Linked DNA regions of Zea mays: all the other regions are linked to region 3. A link is a contact called in public Hi-C data. All regions are on one chromosome and are shown on one strand. Each heading gives the region's core, a stretch centred on a gene start, on an enhancer-like site or on the middle of the called end of the contact. The rest is flanking DNA. Distances are from core to core; before and after follow the strand shown.

What was found. Hi-C and Micro-C count contacts between places; a contact is called where the count stands out from the background.
Region 1: a contact with region 3 is called in a Hi-C map of bundle sheath, with 3 times the contacts expected there. The contact joins the promoter of LOC100275657 here to the promoter of LOC100191313 in region 3. A contact is called at or near these places in 11 of 25 Hi-C or Micro-C datasets (bundle sheath, ear, endosperm and 5 more).
Region 2: a Hi-C map of endosperm shows a contact between it and region 3, with 3 times the contacts expected there. The contact joins the promoter of LOC107604626 here to the promoter of LOC100191313 in region 3. A contact is called at or near these places in 7 of 25 Hi-C or Micro-C datasets (bundle sheath, ear, endosperm and 3 more).
Region 4: a contact with region 3 is called in a Hi-C map of tassel, with 4 times the contacts expected there. The contact joins the enhancer-like site here to the promoter of LOC100191313 in region 3. A contact is called at or near these places in 8 of 25 Hi-C or Micro-C datasets (bundle sheath, ear, leaf and 2 more).

What each region holds. Positions count from the first base shown.
Region 1 is chr7:114,613,921-114,616,988 of Zm-B73-REFERENCE-NAM-5.0, reverse strand. It overlaps LOC100275657, which reads right to left and starts at 1,284. Exons shown (of 3, transcript NM_001149692.2): 1 at 1,066-1,284; 2 at 868-952; 3 at 389-770. The coding sequence starts at 1,077. The coding sequence ends at 592. It overlaps LOC542626 (mismatch binding protein Mus3), which reads right to left. Exons shown (of 21, transcript XM_020541216.2): 21 at 2,067-3,031. The coding sequence ends at 2,802. It overlaps LOC100285796 (dihydrolipoyllysine-residue acetyltransferase component of pyruvatedehydrogenase complex), which reads left to right. Exons shown (of 6, transcript NM_001158686.3): 6 at 1-110. The coding sequence ends at 11.
Region 2 is chr7:113,946,299-113,949,510 of Zm-B73-REFERENCE-NAM-5.0, reverse strand. It overlaps LOC107604626, which reads left to right and starts at 1,702. Exons shown (of 2, transcript NM_001323503.1): 1 at 1,702-2,489. The coding sequence starts at 1,836. LOC100501866 reads right to left here and starts at 2,802. Exons shown (of 2, transcript NM_001196507.2): 1 at 1,749-2,802; 2 at 549-833. The coding sequence starts at 2,501. The coding sequence ends at 801.
Region 3 is chr7:114,287,092-114,290,074 of Zm-B73-REFERENCE-NAM-5.0, reverse strand. It overlaps LOC100191313, which reads right to left and starts at 1,379. Exons shown (of 11, transcript NM_001358442.1): 1 at 1,199-1,379. The coding sequence starts at 1,264.
Region 4 is chr7:114,027,864-114,031,278 of Zm-B73-REFERENCE-NAM-5.0, reverse strand. No RefSeq gene overlaps it. Among protein-coding and RNA genes, the nearest start is that of LOC100501848, 74 kb to the left of the region's middle. Within about 2 kb of position 1,483, at least 16 of the 20 cell types and tissues checked have an H3K27ac peak or open chromatin away from gene starts, as enhancers often do. A contact at or near this core is called in bundle sheath, ear, leaf and 1 more, where this site is marked.

The DNA.
Region 1 (3,068 bases), core at 35-2,534, 330 kb before region 3:
TCACATTGTAAGGGAAGCTTCATACAAGTTCTCAATTTTTTTTTATTCACAATTGGAAGACAATGCCAATATAGATAATAAAAAGACACTTTTCAATGTTATATCTCCACATACAGATTTTTGTGTACAGTTTATACACTGATCGTTTTCGCTCCGTGTGTTTATCTATTCTTGGAGGGAGACCCTGATTCAAGAAACCATGAATTGTGTAAACACTTTGGGGCATTAATAATGATAGAGGCTGCTTCCTGGTTCCTATATAGATCTTGTTTATGTCTTAACTGGACAATACTAATTGACAGGAAATTCAACAGATCATTTTTTCCTGTTTTGAGTAAAGTTAAAGCAAACGAGCATAGCCTCTCTGGTCGCATCAGATGGACTTTTAGAACGGTACCTAGATTTTTTTTCTGGTTACTTCAACAAGCCTTCACAGTTACAGAACAAAATGATGCAGGATTCCTAAATTACAAGAAGGTAAAAGATGCCAGGCAGGCATATGGTTACGTCCTCTGAGGCGGGCCTGCCTTGGTGAAGAGTGAAGAGAATAGCAAGCAGTTCTCCAGAGTACGTATTGGTGACGTGGTTCCTTCAGGACATGTGGCCGTCGGGGCCGCCTTCTGGGGCTGCCGGCGAGGCCTCGCTGAGGTCGAGGATCTCGACGCGGCGGTTGGTCCGCTTCCTGATCTTGATGGCCACGTCCTGCGGGCTGAAGGCGCCCCACACTACGACCCGGCCGTGCTTCTTGTCGATCAGGTGTTTCTCCAGCTCTGCAAAAAAACCAAAAAGGTTCAGTTCAGAGAAGCTTCACAAACCGAGGTTTCAGCCTTTCAGGCATCACCGCAGATGGGCGGCTAGAGTGTTTACCTCGCATCTGGAGGAGCGCCCTCCTGATCCTCTGGTAGCACCCGTTGCAGTCGATGTTCATCCTCAGGGTCATGCAGTAGGACTGCTGCTGAGAGTAAAGAGCACACGTCACTTAACTGCCTCTCGGAGTTTCAGCTCTCGACAACAATTTTGCTAGGACTGACATAACATGAAACCCTCATGTTGGCACGCACTCACCCTGTAGTCCATGGAGCTCTTCTCCTCCCGGCGGCGGCGGCGACGGTTTCGACTGGCCGGAGGGGAGGAGGTGCAGAGTGTGAAAAAGGCCGCCGCAGGGAGAGCGAGGACCGAGTGCTGTTAAGGGCGGCCAGCAGAGGAAAGGAAGGGATTAGCGTGCGAGGCGCTGCTTGATGCTCGCTTTGGTGTGCTTCGCTTTGCTTGCAGCCGTACTTGACTACTTGTAACTTGTGAGCCTGATCTTTTATGGACGCTTCACTCGAGTGATTCATTCCCGTGTGGGCTCGATCTATGTGCTTTTTGGGAATCAGATTCCGGGGCACAAGCAGCGCAGGCTGGCTTCCATGCAGTGCCCTTTCCGCTTCCACACATCCTTTTTCTACGACTGCTCTGCTGTTCTTCGGCTCGTTGATTCGGAGTTTTGGACCGTGGACCCGCTTATATGCTTTCACATTTTGGTTACTTTTAGATTCATCGACTCCTACGGTAATCGGTATTGCTAGTATTCTGCAAGGTCCCGTGGGAAGGTTATTAGCACTCTTTACATGTTCATTTTAATCTTAATTCATATAGATGGAAGGAGATTGAATGGATTTAAAGTGCTAGTTTGAAAGCAAAGTGTGGACTTGTTCAAACGTCGGGTCACATAAAGGTTGGATCGTTCAAACGTCGGGTCAAGTAAAGATTGGATCGTGTAAATATTGGATCGTTTGATCCGGCTCATGTCCAACTCATGCATAGTATCGAGTTATGTTAGATTAGCCCATGCCTCTATTGAACACGTCGGGTTAGATTTTTTCTAGATTGGGTCGGATTTTTTTAGCTTAGATTAGGTTTGGGATGAACTGTACCTAACCCATGGATGGTTACTGGTCAAACACTAGCATATACCCATACATCGCATTAATCAGATTTGCATTAATCAGTTTTTTTTCGAGCAAGTTCGTTGGATCAGAAGGTCTATGCTCAGATCTAACAAGGAGAGGTAAAGAGAAAAAACCTATCATAAATAATTAAATATCTTATTTAAATAGTATCTCCTAAAATTCCTCACCCCAGGAGATCCCAAAGGATTTAAGTTCACAAACTAACCCAGATGGGAATAACCGTAGTAAGATTCATGTCCACGTGTCCTGTATCGTTCTACGATAAGGCTATAAAACGTTGGAGTGGGGCCTATTTTGTTTTGGATTACAGCTCAAATCTCGACTAAATACAAGCTCGAACTTTTCAGAATACAAAAAGGCACTAAAATTAATCCTAAGTTGCCTTGCAACTTCGAGAGAGTAGTTCTGATTTACATATAGTAATCATAATTAACCCTTCAGGAAAGTTACAGTCCGGGATGTTTCTCCACGTCTCAGGTCAGCACTGATCCAACACCCTACCGAGCTCGAACAAACCAGGACAGACCAATACCTTGGGGCTCCTGGCCTGGTAGGAGAATTAGTGAGGGCACAAAATTGTTGGAAGGGATAGTAAAGCTGTAGACGCAGAATTCTCAATCCACGTCCCATCAATGAATCCTGACACATCCGATGGGACTGAGCCTTTTTCTGCTTCCACACTAAACCTAGGGCAATGCTGTCCTCGATTGGAACCCGTGTCCACGTAATTTTCTCCCCTCTCGGTATGACGCCAATCCAACAAAAAAAATGCCACCAAGGTAGCAAAACGAGGCCATCTCTACCAGGCGAGCATGCTATGTAACAATCGCCTACCTAGCCTTCCACAGCCTATACCTTGGCACGCTTCTGCAATTTACGGAGCATGCTTATACTCGCTTCCTGATCTTCAGGACGAGGCCATGTCTTCACAATTCGAAACAGATCCCTTATGGCAGAAAACTTATCATCGCTCTGTGCACTGACGTGCTTATCGTTGGTCATCTTGTGTCGCTTCCCGTAATTGGCCTCAAATTCACTCGACTTTTCATTCGCTCTTTGAAGCAATTTAGTAGGAATTCCTGAGTATCAAGAGCGAAGACAGCAAATGGGCATGGT
Region 2 (3,212 bases), core at 453-2,952, 340 kb after region 3:
TTCGTCCGCCATTTGGGCGTCGCTAGCTGTTTAGTTTACACAGTTACTTCAAACGCACGTTGCGTTCAGCGTGTGTGCGCGCGCCTGCACCGGCAAGATCCCCTGAAATCATGCGCGCGCCGGCATGCATGCATGCATGCTACAAATCCGGCTTTCCGGCCTAGCTCGGCTTAATTAGTTTATACCACAGCTAGCTTTTCTTTGACCATCCATCCATATGCAACCACCCACAAACTATATACATAAATATATGACACCGTTGATTTTTTTTATTTTTGAAAACTTTGATTCACTTGTCTTAATCAAAATATTTATTTAAAAATATAAAATTTTAAATCAAGCATAAACTACCTTAATCGATAAAACAAATAAAAAAATAAATGATAATTCATTGTTTTGAATATGAGACGAGTTGTTAAAGTTAAAAAAAATCAACGGTATCATATATTTATGAACAGAGTGAGTACTGCTATATTAGTATATATTATTCCGGTGTGTATGGTTTTAGATCTGCTTAAGGCCTGATTTGGTGGTAAGGGATTCCGAGGGAATCCATAAGAAGGAATCCCCTTGTTATTTAAAATTGAATTGTAAGGAGATTTCTCTCCTACAAATCAGCCCTAATTATGTTGATATCGCGATTCGCGCGCGCACACACAACACCGTGCGCGTGTTCCATCATGACTGATGATGATTGCAATAAAGGACGATGATACATGGTACTACGACGTTGGCGATACGGGCGTTGTAGTGGTCGGTTAGTTGCCCAGTCCCGATCTCGATCTTCTCTCGTTTTCCCATCATCGTTTCTGGAAGAAGGCCGTCACTTGTTCCTGAGAAAGAAAAAAGAAAAGAAAAAGGGTGAAATCGGGGGACCGGCCCAGCACTGAAAAAGCACGAAAGGCAAATGAGAAAAAAAGGGAAGTTAATAACAGCGGCAAGAAAAAAAAACCTGGCCGTTTCATATATGCGTGTGTGTACACACTAGGGCATAATCCTCTTCATACCTCTAGAGTCTAGTACGTACCTAACATACGCACCGACCAACCGACCACCGCGCGTATAATTCTGTGTGCATGGTAGCTAGGTGCTGCATATATACGTACAGAACAGGCGAGAGGTCAGCTAAGCTAGCTAAATTTAGGGGCTAAATTTGCGAGCGACCAAACTGATAAAATGAAGTTTTCAGAGGAAACATCGGTGTGCGTGCAATGCAATGCAACGACACACGGAGACCTGGACCAAATGAAGACACGGCCTAGTAGCTAGAATAATCTGCCTTGATCAATCTTAGTTTGCGTAGTTAATTAACTGGTCAAGGAAAACCTACTTATCTTGCTCGAAACCTGGAGGAAGTAAGAAACGGTCGGACCAGCAGTTGCATTGCAGTTGTAGGTAACCAAGACTGACCAGAGAGGGGCTTACACGCACCAAGATACGCGCGGCGCGCGGGAGAACCGGTATTTGTGTGGAAACTTGCGTCGATCGTTGGATCGAGATCCGACGGCTCGGATTTATCAGCAGAGGTTAAGAAAACACGGGCATCCGTTTTCTGTGCCGCATCGCCCATCGGAAGAGACAGGACGATGGAGATTTGTTGGCACCAAACTCGATGGAGAGGCCCCCCAAGGCCCAAGCGCAGCGGACAAGCTTTTATAACTGACCTGCTCGCCTCTCTTTCCTTTCCCTCTCTCTCAGCTAGTCCTCCAAACCCCCACGTACTATACTACGTACGTTATTAACCCCACCTCCCCAGCAGCTAGCATCTCCTCGTCGCTAGCAAAGCAACACCCGAAGGCCTGCGGGCGCGCGGCGTGCGGCCACGCCACCGCGCCATGGGCAACGCTCTGGCGGGCAGGCGGCGCGCGGCCAAGGTGATGACGGTGGACGGCGCCACGTTCCGCTACAAGACCCCCGCGGCGGCGTGCGCGGCGCTGCGCGGCCACCCGGGCCACCAGCTCCTGGAGTCGGAGGAGGTGCGGCGGCTGGGCGTGCGCGCGCGCCCGCTGGACCGCGACGCGCCGCTCAAGCCCGGGAAGCTCTACTTCCTGGTGCAGATCCCCCGCGGCGGCGCCGGGGACGGCGACGACCCGCGCGCGCCGCGCAAGACGTGGTCGGGCGCGCTGCGCGTGGGCGCCCGCGAGCGCCTGGAGGGCCTGATGCTGTCCCGGCGCACCGTCTCGGACGTGTCGTCCATCCTGCCGCCGCCCGCCGCCGCGCGCCTCGCCGCCGCGTCGCCGTCGCCGTCGCCGCCGTCGTCCGTGGAGGTGGGCGCCGACGGCGCGGTGCGGCTGCGCATGCGCCTGCCCAAGGCCGACGTGGCGCGGCTGATGCAGGAGAGCCGGGACCCCGCCGAGGCCGCCGAGCGGATCATGCAGCTGTGCGTGGCCAGGGACCAGGGCGTCGTCGCAGCGCCGCCGCCCTCCGCGCTGATGTCCGGCAAGAACCCGGCGCCGGCGGCGGCTCCAGCGCCGGCGTTGAAGAAAGAGGTGAGTGGGCATGCATGCATGATCCCTTCCCTTGCAACAACAACTCCTCTGATCGAGTTGCAGCTTAAACACACAACTGCAAGGCCACCTATAGAGCTGGTTATAGGGAACAATTAACCAATCATTATCCCGAAGCCGTCCCGTGACACTAGTTGGACTTAGCTAGGAGTAGGACACGGGCAAAACCAAATGCGCAAAGACGACGGCGCATCGCGATCGTGCAACGTACTGTTGCGACGCAAAATCAATAGGAAACTTATGGGCGCTCAGCTCGTTTGGAAATTGGAAGACGACGACAATGGAACGGATCGGATGGGCTGTGGCTTCACTCTCGTGCTCAGCTTTGTTTTTGTAGTAGGTACTCACTGCACTTAACAAATCCAGCGTCGTGCGTGCATGCCAGCCCTCCTTGTACTACATGTCAACTAGATAGCCCAGCGCGTAAGCTTGCTTGCTTGCTAATGGGGTCCACGTCGCATGAGGGCGACCACACGCGTCCGGCTAATCGCCCCTGCATGTGCCTAAGATTCCGCGTCTGTGTTAGACTAACCCCCGTGTCCCCGTCCGAGCCATTGGCAATTTTGCCATTATCATTTGTGGGCTTCGCCAGTATGCCATCGGACCCACAAATCATAGACACAGACGGTCCCACCAGTCATAGACACGGGATGGCATAATAACAGGCAGCCAAATTTGAGAGTGGCAAAACAGCAAATTTCTCGT
Region 3 (2,983 bases), core at 130-2,629:
CTGATAGGGTGTTCACCGTGCACATGGTTTGCATTTTGGCTGTGCGGATATAAGTTTGCCTATATTAGTTGGACCACATTGTACATGTATGGTTGATAGGTGCCATTGCACCTGTGAACCATCCCTATTTGAAAGACCGTCAATGTTTACGTCATGCTTGTGTTGCCTTATCTTGGTGCATACACACATACACATTTAGTTATCGATCCAATCAGAATCTTTTTCTAGCATGTCAAACTGTTAAAATAAGTGGCGTGAATCTGAGACAATTGCAGTAGAACATGAGCTGAGTAATCAGACGATTCTTCATTTTATCCTAGCTGATAAATAAAGAGATGTCATCTCCTTACAATCTCTACTGTAGATTGTAAGCAAGTAATATTGATTTACTCCTTATATCTGTAACCTTCATTGCTACCAGTTTCTTATCTAGAGAGCTGAAATAACCAGAGAAAGGGTGTTGATAGCATCTAAGGTTTGTGTTGTATGAACTTAGGTATACTGAAAAATTTAGATTTCAAAAGCTCTGTTTTATGGCAGCCACAGCATGCACCTATTTGATCCACTCCAACCACATTACCAAATAGATGAAAATGCAGCATTACATCCTAAAGCTGCCTAGAAACAAACTGGCAGGAAGTAGCTTATACTGATAAGATCTAACATCAACAAGTCAAGAATGGCTCCTGAGCATAGACCGACACTGCAATAACTAATCAATGCCCGTGCCCACGAGGTAATGAGGTATTATGTTGCCTTTTCTTTTATAATCGAACATACAACCTACAGCGATGTATGGTAGCCATAATAGATTGACTACAACGTATGCTCTATCTACCAACTATAAAGGGAGCAACTAATGAACTAATTACTAATGCCTGATAACTTCGCGTTGCCATCTGATTCCTGTATGAAAACATCATAAAGGAACCCAAACTGAAACCAGAAAGTACACAGGCGAACTCTGCAACAGCTCTCCGTTCAGCCTGTTACACACTCGCACCACCAGAACCAAACCAGCAACCTACAGACTGGATCCAAGGAAGCTTCGCTCGCGGCTTCCAACACTCTCATGTCTCATCGCCCCCGCAGGGGAACCAGCCAAATCCTAGACCCCAAACGAACCTAACAAGCAGCCCGCCAATACATCCAGCAACTAGAACCATAGCGACAGATCGGGAGCGCAAGGGCTGCCTACCTTGTCGGTAGGATCCACTTCGATATGGAAGCTGGATCCCTTGAGCGTCTTCACGGAGACCTTCATTTCGCCGCCGGCGCCTACGTCGAACCGGAGGGTTGGACCGTTGAGGCGGACAGCAGAGGTCAGGCGGCGTAGGAGAGGAAGGCGAGGAGATTTTTATTCCGGCCCCTACTGAGAGGGAGATTTTTTGCCGGCAGGGTCCTCAAGTTTAACGAATTTATATGTTTCTGTTGCTGTGTTTAGGAAGGTCCTGATTATTTGAGCTTCTAGTTAGCATCTCATTAGCTAAAAGCTAAAAAAACATATAGCTTTTTTTGTTTGTCGGGTACCGAGGAACCGCGTGCCTAAAGTAGGCCCAAGATTCTTAACGTCTCATCCACCAACCAAGCTTTCACTAAGCAACTCTACGTGGCGGAGCGGCCGACCAAGTCCTTACCGAGCAACCCTGCGAGACGGGGTGGTCGACCAATTCCTTGTCGAGCAACCCTGCGAGGCAGAGCGGCTGACCAACTCCCTATCGAGCAACCCTATGAGGCAGAGCAGCCGACGAAGTCCTCACCGAGCAACCCTGCAAGATGGAGTGGTCGACCAGCTCCTTGTCGAGCGACCCTGCGAGGCAGAGCAGCTGACCAACTCCCTGTCGAGTAACCCTACGAGGCAGAGCGAACAACCAAGTACTCACCGAGCAACCCTGCAAGACGGAGGCCACGATCTAGTACTACTGACCCACGTCAGCTGTGACAAGACGCGTCACCACCAAACCACGTTCGGACCACGAGCGTGGCATACCGAAGGGGTGTCGAGATGTAACAATCAATGATTTGATACGATGGTACGTCACCACATACAGTCTCTGGTGTATCCCGTTTTCCTTATGAGGCCAGTCAACCCCGGTCGTGGGGGATCCAAGCACCGGAGTCTCTACAGTAACCCGCATACCGGGAAGGACAGGACAATACACTATACCGGGTGTACGCCTACACACGCTGGAGGATCACACAAGACTCATGACAAAAAGCGAGACCACACTACGCACGGCCACCGATGGCAGGGGCCCTATCCCACCAGAGGTTGTGGAGGTCATGTCCTCCGTATAAGTAGACGGGGAGATGCTCCCCCTAGCCTAGCACGAGTCAGGCGTGCGGCCTTGATGGCAGCGTCCTCGGGGATAGGAGGAAGGGAGGCTTTGACGGTCCCAAGCAGGTTGCAGTGCAACCATCGATGAGTCCCTTGCAAAAGCAAATCTCTCGAGGAAAGTAGGAAGAAAGGGGAAACTGACCAAATCACTCAACTTTGTGTGGTTTAAAGACAAGGGACCCCCTCTCCCAAGAAATCCGACGTCACTCCCGTTGTAATAGATAGGACATGGGCCATGACCTCCGCCTTCTCAAGATTCACGATGGAGTGGCGATCGGAGTCGTTGTCGTCGATGAACCGCCACATCGGCCTCTACGAGCCGCGATCGGCTGGAGACGCCGCTACATGAAGGTGTGTATCAGCCTCACACCGAAGAGACCCGCCTCTACTGCTTGGCGATGGCATCCAGTATGTATTCGATTTCTGGCTTGAACTTCTTCTCCGCGACAAGTTCCACTCGGGCTTGGACACAGAGATCTGACCGGTGAACTATGGTGCGTTCCCCCTAGGGTTTTTCATGTAGAACCACTTGAAAGGGAAATAGGGTTAACCATTTTCTATAATTAATCTTGGTGGTTTATAGTCAACATAAACAATTGGACTAACTAGTTTGCTCTAGAATTCATGTATTACAGGTGCATTAGG
Region 4 (3,415 bases), core at 234-2,733, 260 kb after region 3:
CATATGGAATCCCTTTTTCCAACAAATCAGATAAGCGTTCGCTGATCAATCCGTAATGCCTAATAAACTTTGTACAATATCCTGTTAAGCCCAGAATATCCCTCAACTCCTTAATTCTTTGGTGTAGGCCACCGCTCCACAATAGCCATTTTTTTAGGGTTCAGCGACCCTTTGCCTGAAATACAACGCACCAAATGCTCTAGCTCAGACTCAGCAAATAAAAATTTTGATAATTTAGTCTGTCTGATGCTTCGTCGAGATATCTTTAGGATCGTATGACGTTAAAATAGGCAATCAGGGCGGTGAAATATTGCGGAAGCATAAAAATATTTACGCCACTTTCTTCTAATCACAAAACCAAAATATAGCACTTTTATAAATCTGAACAGATTGTTGTTACGTTAGTAAAAACATTGCCGACCAAAATCCATAACTTGGATTGATCTCAAAATGTAACAGATTAAACTAGATAAAATTATGTCTAACCCAACTATAATCGCGTCGATCGGAATTCTGGTCTAAAGTTATTAACGAAACAAGATCATTGATCCAGAGAGTAATGAAAATTAATCTAGATCTAATTTCGAAATTAAACATCATCATCATCATCAACATCAACATAGTCTTTTAGTCTCAAGCAAGTTGGGATATGCTAGAGTTGAAAGCCAATAAGATGTCACCAAAAGGATAAAGAAAGAGAAAGGGGAGGAGAAAAGCTTTTGAAGCACTAAAAGAAAAAAAAGGCATAATCACGGTTCAGTCATGTGGATAGCTTCTTTCCAAGCACTTCTATCCAAACACAACTTTTCATTCCTTCAAATCCCTTTTGATTGCTTCCTCCCATGTTAAGTTTGATCAATTTCTACATCTCTTCACATTATTGTCCCGTCTTATGATGCCTCTATGCACCGGTGTCTTTGAGGCATTCCGGTGGACATGACCAAACCATCTCAACCGGTGCTGAATAAACTTTTCTTCAAATAGCGCTACTCTTTCGAAATTAAACAATAACCGGAAAAGATTAATATCTCAAACTTTGTAGATCAGTTAATAGATGCCTTAGTAATAATCTAGATGTGCCAAAACATCGGTCACCATTGAAAACAAATATTCAATCTAGAACCAAAACTAATAATCCAATTAATCAAACAAAGAAAGAGGAATAACATTGCCGCACTAATATTGCATAATCAATTATTTAATCATCAAAATTTGTGTACAAAAGTGCTCCTCCAAAGCACCAGAGAGTTCTCCCTTGATATCTCCTGAAAAATCTAGATTAATCTCTCCAATAAATCTAATCTAGAGTCTAAAATTTCTAATGTGCGTTCTAAGAAAAAGAAAAAAACAGTCTCTATTTATAAGGACTTGCAGTCCTAATCCAGCCCAAACTCAAATTCCACCTAACCGCATGGGCCATGCGCCCATGCCTCAGCCTCCATCGGGTCGCTAGCGCCTCCTCGGCTTGGGCCGCCAACGCCTCCTCAGGCTGCCACCGCAACCACGCCATGGCGCTCCTGTGGGCCGTGGCCAGCGGACAAGCCACGCGCGTACGCTTGAAGCCGCTCCCAGCAAACGGACCGCCTCCACGCCACGCTGCAGGCAGCAGGATGCTGGAGTGGATTTTTTTTTTTCATCCGGAATACAAAGAATATCTTTTACGGCCTCTCACATCAATCCATAGATGAGCAAGCGGACCGCCTGATACGGCACGGTCCGGGCCCAGACCAGACACGGCCTAAATAGGCATGGCACGAATAGGCCCACGGGCCTATCGGACCGGGTCTGTACAGTCCTGTGTGCCTCGCTAGGGGCCTAGGCACGGCCCTTCGGGCCGTTTTTCGGGCCGAGCCAGCCCGAAAAGACCTGGCCCAGAAGAGTAACAGAAAAACATAGTTTGAACAAAAACATGCACAATCAACATTCAACACAGTTTGAATAAAATGTACACAAATATTGAGCTGTTAGTGCAATGCCGCCTCATTAAAAACATTCTTAGGTAAAACTCACACCTCGTAAGAAACCCTAGAAAGGAAAAAAAGTACGACCAGCTCAGTTTATAATTAAAATATTTAAAGTTATTACAAGCCAAAGTGTCAGATCAGATCAGAATTCAGAAACACTTTACACTTCACATTCTCAGCCTCACAAGATCAATTCAAACTCAGGCAGCAGCACCTTCTTCATCCAGCCAAATCTCTTTGAAGGACTCCTCTAACTCATTGTCCACCATATCATGTTGTGTCCGTTGTTGGCCTAGCTCCCAATCTTTGATGCACACCAACATCTCCACTGTCTCTACGTTCAAGCGTCATTGCCGATCCTCAAGAATCCTGCCAGACAAACTGAAAGTAGACTCCCAAGAAGTAATTGAGGCAGCAACAGACATAATGTCTCTAGCCATATGAAGCGTCCCGATCCTTTGAGACTCAAATGTGATACAATCACTAGTCCCAGGAGGCTAGTAAATACATTCATTTCTTCAAATAGTATAGAGTTTCGAATAATAGTTATTACAATACCAAAATACAAGCTCTAGCGAGCCTGGGAACATAGCACAATGGAAGATCATCTAGCCCAAGCCACAGGCAGACTAGGTGCAGACACAACCCCCTTCTAGTCGAACATAGCAGAAAAGAAGTCTTCAGCTGCTGAAAAACATAAATAAAATCTGGGTGAATACACTAGGTATTCTGCAAGCCCATCCCGCCCGTAACGAGGGAGGGACCTATACAATACATGCTTGGTATGGTGGAGTTAAAGTCGCTCTTTTCTTTTTCAGAGAAAGGCAATACTTTTGTCGTTTTACCCAAGAGAGAGGAGTAGCACATTTTCACACTCAACCACCACTGAGCTTCCCGCTCACGTGGTATTACTTTTATTTCCAAAAACACCCACACACTTGCCCTTCTTACGAAGCTTAAAAACACTAATTGCCATACCACACCAAACTCGTCCATACCAATGGACACGGACTATTCGAATAAGTTTCAAACTCTGCGCAGAGGTGTACACTTTACCCACTAGTCCGGCTCTGCGGTCTCATGGCCAATGAGACCCGTATCCGAAACTCTTTCCTTCCTTGCACGTCCTTACCTTATCGATTATACCGAAAGGAGTCAGGCCACCACCATGCCCAAACCGGACAAAACATTCCCCTTCCTTATCCTCCCGGTGCTCCCCAGCCAACATAACCCTGGGGTTTGGACCGTACAAGTTCAGATTGAGTGACTGCCCATACAATCTCGAGTGGTTGTACTTGTCATGAGTACAGGTAGTGAAGGAAGACAAACCGGTCCTTATATGAGGGGCAATCCTTCTTGGTCACACCTAACCCGGCTGAGCCAACACCTTAGGCCCTCCCCTAAACCAGGGAGTCCCTGATCATCCCTCTCGGTTGGTGATAAAGGTGAAT